Regions from separate parts of the Mus musculus genome. Here region 2 is linked to region 1. Evidence: chromatin contacts called from public HiChIP or PLAC-seq data. All regions are on one chromosome and are shown on one strand. Each heading gives the region's core, a stretch centred on a gene start, on an enhancer-like site or on the middle of the called end of the contact. The rest is flanking DNA. Distances are from core to core; before and after follow the strand shown.

Region 1 (3,281 bases), core at 397-2,896:
GAAATTTCCTTGCAGAGGAATGGTACAAGCCACAGTTATCTCTCCAGCAAGATTTCTTTCTCACTTCAAACAATTCTTCCTAATCCTGACCCCTAGATTGTCTTCTTCCCTCCAGACATGCATTGGTACAAGGAGCTATTCTCAGCCATGACTAGGGCTGTTTCCATCTGGGTCCGTGCTATGATCACATGGGGATTAGAGATAAAGTGGACCACCATCTCTGTTGTATGGGGAATTCCAGATGTTTTCACTCTACTGCAAAAGAAGTTTTCTTCTCATTAACAATAACTGTGTCCATTGGCCAACCAGCCTGTTGATGCAGGGTCTCACCATCTTGCCAAACAGGCAGGCTGAGCAAGAAAGGGGAAAGAAGAATTGCCCTGTTTGTGGCTGAAAATGGGATTTCAGAGGAGGCAGGGTCCTGCTGCTGCTCTGTGTCCCTCAGTTGTAGACCATCAGTGCATCCCAGTCACCAATAATCCATACACGCACTGCGGGTCACAGAGTTACCAGCCAACCAATGTCGGTTGTGCAGATAAATGTAAACAAGGAACCTCGTTTCCAAGGAATCTCATTCCCAAGCATTCAAGAAAACTAGCAATAGATATGAAAACTACGTCTTGGATAGGATTTCCTTTGAGGAACTTAGGTCACCAGGTATGGTGGCATTTGCTTTTGGTCTCAGCAGAGGCAGGGGAATCTCTGCAAGTTCCTGGTTCTGGCTAGCCAGGGCAACATAGTGAGACTCTGTCTCAAGAAAAAACAAACATAAAAGCAAACAAGCAGCCAGAAAGTACTTCTCATGTAAGCATGGAGCCTTGAGTTAGAATTCCCAGCCCCCACATAAAATCTGGACCCAGGATTTAATCCAGGATCTGGAGAAGTGGAGGTCAAAGGTCACAGCCAGCCTGGTTAGCTGAACTGATGAATGTGGGATCAATAAGAGACGTTGTCTCAAAGATAACATGGGTGAGCCAGTGATGTTGCTCAGTGTGAAGGCACTTGCCACCAACCCAGACAGTCTGAGTTCGATCCCTGGGACTCACAGAGTGGAGGAAACAAAATGACTCCTGAAAGAAAGCGGTTGTCCTCCAGCTTTTGCGCAGAGGCTGTGCTGTGCACACCCACACACCTGTAAGTAATAGTGTAATTTTTAAAATAAGGTGGAGAGTGACCAGGGAAGACACCTATAACCTGCGCTCTCTACACACAGATACACAACTGTGGATGCACAGAGAGTGGGGAAGCAAGGGGGAGGGGAGAGCGGTGTGGGGAGAGGAGAGGGGGAGAGCACACACCAGTAATTAAGATCTCAGTTCCACTTCCCCATGCCCTTCAAGCAAATATTCAAGTATTCCCCAGTGTGGGCTCTCCCTAGGTGGTATTGGATGGCTCCTTCTGACAGCTCATTCACTCTGTCCTCTCTGGGTCACTTCTCAATGTGTACATACATACACTCCATGTCAACTGGGTCAAAGTCCCTTTCTGCTTTTCACTTGGAAAGAAAAATAAAAACAAATGCAAGGAATGCAGAGTAGGACAGCAGCAGGGAATGCCAGCCCTGGCCTTCATTAGAAGAGCCAGCTCTATTTTTACCTCATTTGTTTACTTAGCATCCTGTCACGGGACCGGATCTCTGCTATCCCATAACGGGTGGAGCACGCAGCATGTCTGCCTCAGTCAGGAGTCCAGCTGCTGTACGAGCATGTACATGTGCACACCTGCCAGAAAGGACCCTCTCTTCGGCTGCTGTTAAGTTCAGTCATGTGACTGCTTGTGGACATTAATGCTCACTTGCTCTCTGTTTCTCTTTTAATTAACTAAACTTAATTCTGAACATTTGCTGATATACAGAAGATTAAGAAAACAGAGAGAGCGGCGCCTGACCTCGCCTCAACTGGCCCTGCTGTTAACAGCCCCATGAGCCTGGTGTGTCTATTATCCTGAACTTGCTTTTGATGCCTTACCAGATACTAATGTCCACAGAGTCTGCCCCGCTTTCTACAGTTCTGTGGAACACCAATGCTCTGTTGTGTATATGCATCCGCCAGGAGCCACATAGTGGCAGATGGAATCGAGGCATTGTCCTAAGCACCTAAATGATTCACCTATTAAACCCTCTTCCCCTCCCCCAACCCTCAGCCCTGCATCCTAGAATTCTCCAGAAGGACAGAGTCCACGTGCATGCATATCTGCATCTATAGAGATATCTCTATAGATGCAGATAGGTCAGGGGCTTAAGGTCTCTGCTTACATGACTATCTATGGTGACCAAAAAAATCCATCAGTCTGAAGACATCATAGTATGACAGACACAGTGGAGTTTCAGAGGCAGGGAACCCAAAAGTAGAGCTCTGGGGTCAGGGAGAAAAGCCTGAGACGCTGAAAAGGCTGTGGTAAATCCTAAGTCCAAACACTGGAGCGCCTGTGGGGTACTGCTACCAAGTACCAGGAAACAGTGGAGCAGGTTCAACACGGGGGCCTCATGGGACCCATCCCAGTTCCTCGGAGCTCCAGGTTTATAACAAATGGACAAGAAAGGCCACCCAACCTCAGACCCTACAGGGATAAGGATCTGATTGGTCCATCTGACTGCTATCCAGACAAGTCAGGGATGCTGGCTGAAAGTGAGAAGCTAGCAGAAGATGGAGGTGACCAGGATCCACCTCAAGCCTCAGTATCAGCTACAGTAACAACAGCTTAATGCAGTTCACCAGTTAGTTACAGCTCATGTAAGTTCCCAGGAAATGAGACAAATTAGAACCAGCAGGATAGAATACTCCGCTCTGACAGCATGACACCAAAGGCTGCTCTCTGCTCCGAACCCCTCTACAAGGCTAGAACCTTGTGCCCAAGCTGCTGGGACTATCACCACTAATGAATGGCTCCTGGCTGAGTTCCTGCCACAGAGAGCTCCTTAGTTACACTCCCTTCCAGTAAGTCGGACAAAACCACAGCCTAGCCGGGTAGAGTGGCGCAAAGACCTCCCCCTTGCCTCAATTTCGGAATGTTCCGAAAGACTCCTAGCTCTGGAACTCCCCTGCATCAGCGAGGTCCCCTGTGCGTGTGCTGCCCATCTCTTTCCCTTTGTTGTTCATTACGAACAACCTAACTTGAATTACAAACCAACGTTCGAAAAACTAAAACCATAGTAAAATTGGTTTACTTGAGTCAGTACATAATCAATATTTTTGAAATAAATTTAAAAGTGGTCGTTTAATTATTTTCTATTAAATCTTCAAAGCCTGCCGGGTGCTTTATGTTACAGTGTCTCAGTGCTG
Region 2 (3,281 bases), core at 509-3,008, 93 kb before region 1:
ACAATGTCAATTTCCCAGGAAACAAATTTGACCACAAGGTCACAGAAACTCCAAGTTAAAGCTACCCAGAGTTCTCCTGTGTTCTGTGTGGACAGAAGCCACAGTCCTTCATTTGCCCTGAGTGCCTCTCACAGGCAATTCAGCTGCCTTCCACTCGACTCCACACACGCTGAGTTTCCCCTATGTGGATCCCACTCGCACCTTCACAAGTCAAACTTTGTGCTTGCCTCTGAGTAGGAGACCCCATCTCTCCTTGCCCCTGCAGGTTAGGGTTTCTACTGCTGCGATGAAACAGGCAAGTTGGGGAGGAAAGGGTTTATTCAGCTTAGATGTCCACAGCATTGTTCATCATTAAAGGAAGCCAGGACAGGAACTCAAACAGGGCAGGAACCTGGAGGCAGGAGCCATGGAGGAGTGCTGCTTACTGGCTTGTTCCCTATGGCTTACTTAGTCTGCTTTCTTATAGAACCCAAGACCACCAGCCCAGGGATGGCACCACCCACCATGGGTTGGGCCCTCCCCTGTTGATCACTAATTGAAAAAATGCCTACAGCCAGATCTCATGAAGGCATTTCCTCAACTGAGGCTCCTTTCTCTCAGTTGACTCTAGCTTGTGTCAAGTTGACACACAAAACCAGTCAGGACACTGCCTACCCAAGAGTCACCTCTAGTGTGAAGTGCTGGTTCCGTGGCCCTGTTCTCCAGCCCAGGTTAGCTTGCTAAGTGCTAGAGCCTGCTGCTTTTACGTGGGGGCCAGGTTGCCCTCATCTGAACTCTGGCTTCTCTAGCACTCATGAGGCTGAGGTGCAGAGATCAGAAGCCTAGGCCAGCCTGAGCTACAGAGAAACTCTGAGACTGTGTGTAAAAACAAAACAAAACAACAACAACAACAAAAGCAAACAAGAACCGTAGCCTTCTCTGTAAGACTTCCCAGTTTCTCTGGATCTTCTTAGATCATATTTAGCTATAAGGTGGGAGAAATAAGAAAATAGGGTTTAGAGTTCATTAAATTATCAATAGGAATGAAATGTGCTAGCCTAGAACACAGAAAGAATAAAGATAATCCCTGTACATAAGTGTCCAGTAAACATTAGCTATATTAGTAGTTAATGTTCTTATCATTGTTATCATCTTCTTTCCATCAGCATATAAGTAAGATCTTTAGGAGAAATGTGTTTTGTTCCTTGCTGGGTATGCAGCCATGGAGTAACCCATGCCTCCTGCTCTGTTTAGATTCCCCACCACAGACTGAACACTTTGAGCCGGTCTAGTTGGTCCTGTGTCCCTGAGCTGCCCACTAAACACAGAGTACAGACACAATAGACACTTGCAGGGCGTGACAGTTCTTGCTCTAAGTTTCTAGAAAACAGAGTTCAGACTTCTATATTTGACAGCGACATTTACAGATGTGACATTGATAACTTCAGGAAGCACATGGGCCCTAGGTAGCAGCTTTCTCTAAGGGACGAGACCATTTTTAAGCAGCCCTTGGGGAGGGCTCCTTGCTTATCCCCCTCACTACATCGACGGGGACTTTTGACTCCTAAGGGGCTGCCGCAGAGCCGGCCATCACTCTCCATCCCTGGTGTCTTCCTTAGGAGTTGTCCGCCCTCCCCACCCCTACCCCCCTGCCACCATGAGCCAGTCCTTCACCCTTGCTGCCCACAGAAACTGCCCCATCTCCCACAGGAATGTAGAGCTGTGCTGCATAGTGTCTCAGCCTTTATGGAAGGCTGCAGTTTTATAAGCCTCTTGGTGACCAAACCACTTATTACTCCAAGTGCAGACAGGTTTACGACCTGAAATGTTCACCGTGCTGGTTGCTATGGGGAAACAGAGGAAAATTCCAGCTCAGTCTGAAGTGATCACTTGTATGGGATGGCTTGGTCCTCTCCTCTCACTCCCGTCCAGTGCTCCTTCTCTCATTGGTTGATACGGAGGCAGCAGCTTTCTTCCCTCTCTCAGTTGCCTAGAATACAGAGACAGACAGGACACAAGACTGGCCCCTAACTAGCATGTGATTTCTTGCCGACACCACTAACTGCATGCTCTGTTCCAGACTTCTGTATGCATGCCTTAGCCCAACGGTCCCTCCTACCATGGCCTTGTCTATGGAGGACCCTCACTTTCCCCTACCCCACACTCTGACTGCCCAGCCCTGCACCTGAGCCTGAGGCCTGGCTCCCTTGAGGGGCAATCCCACATTCCCAAACCTTGGCTTTTTGGCTGGAGTCAAGGGTGTTTAGTTCCCTGGCTTTTTGGTCAAAGACATTCCAGAGAGTTCCAGGGAATGAGAGTCGCCTTTAAACCTCGTCCAGAGCCTTATTGAGCTCTCAAAGTAGGAGTGACTCATATCCTGGCTCTGCCACTAACTTGTGGGGTCGCCCTGGACAGGTCACCCAGCCTCCCTCTTGTGTAGATGTGGGAGAAGGACAGCGCTGAGAGCCTGATAGAGACCTGTGCATGCTCTTCCCTAAGGAGCACGGTGGCATACCGCTGGGTTGCAAGCCTCCCTCCTCCTGAGCCCACTTGTGGATCCCACAGATCACTCACTGCACAAGCTTCCCTATGCTCACACTCGGACGTCTGAGAGGAGACCCCCATGAATATTCTAAAGAAGCCACTTGGGATATTTCTCATTATGAAAACTTTTTAAAGGAAAGAGATACGGATTTTTTTAAAAGAAGTAAACTGGCCTGCCAGTGACGGTTCTTTAACATCTCAGTACCTATAAATGAACTGTCAGTGAAAATGCCAGTGTGGGCAGACACCTGTAATCCTGCCACTCTAGCACTTGGGAGCAGGGGGGTGAGGGAGAGAGGATAAAAGGATTGGGATTTCAAGACCAGCCTCAGTCCAATAGTGAGTTCAAAGCCAGCCTGAGATACATGAAATCCTATCTCAAAACAATCAAAAGCTATTGGTGAGATTGTTAGTAAGCATCAAAGACACTCTTTCTGCCCCTTACTCTTGTTTTGTTTTGTTTTGTTTTTAGGAATGATTAGAAAACCTTCATTTCCTGTAAAAACTATATTACCTCTCTTTTTGTAGTATCTTAAGTTTTTTTTACATTTTTTATTAGATATTTTCTTTATTTACATTTCAAATGTTATCCCCTTTCCTAGTTTCCCCTCTGAAAGCCCCCTATCCCCTCCCCCCTCCCCCTACTCACCAACCCACCCACTCCTGCTTCCTGGCTCTGGCATTCCCCTACACTGGGACATAGAGTCTTCACAGGACCAAGGACAACTCTTCCCATTGATGACCAACTAGGCCATCCT

The links. HiChIP or PLAC-seq counts read pairs in DNA pulled down with a chosen protein or histone mark.
Region 2: a contact with region 1 is called in an HNF4G HiChIP or PLAC-seq map of pancreatic cancer cells. The contact joins two enhancer-like sites. A contact is called at or near these places in 9 of 484 Hi-C or Micro-C datasets (the C10 cell line, the C2C12 cell line, bone marrow-derived macrophages and 6 more), 6 of 115 datasets of contacts at active chromatin or transcription factors (double positive thymocytes, embryonic stem cells, large pre-B cells and 2 more) and 1 of 9 other capture datasets (embryonic stem cells).

What each region holds. Positions count from the first base shown.
Region 1 is chr6:87,125,601-87,128,881 of GRCm38.p6, reverse strand. No RefSeq gene overlaps it. Among named protein-coding and RNA genes, the nearest start is that of D6Ertd527e, 22 kb to the right of the region's middle. Within about 2 kb of position 1,646, at least 35 of the 459 cell types and tissues checked have an H3K27ac peak or open chromatin away from gene starts, as enhancers often do. A contact at or near this core is called in pancreatic cancer cells, where this site is marked.
Region 2 is chr6:87,218,303-87,221,583 of GRCm38.p6, reverse strand. All of the region lies in intron 12 of Antxr1 (anthrax toxin receptor 1), which reads left to right. Among named protein-coding and RNA genes, the nearest start is that of Gm38851, 3.2 kb to the left of the region's middle. Within about 2 kb of position 1,758, at least 57 of the 459 cell types and tissues checked have an H3K27ac peak or open chromatin away from gene starts, as enhancers often do. A contact at or near this core is called in pancreatic cancer cells, where this site is marked.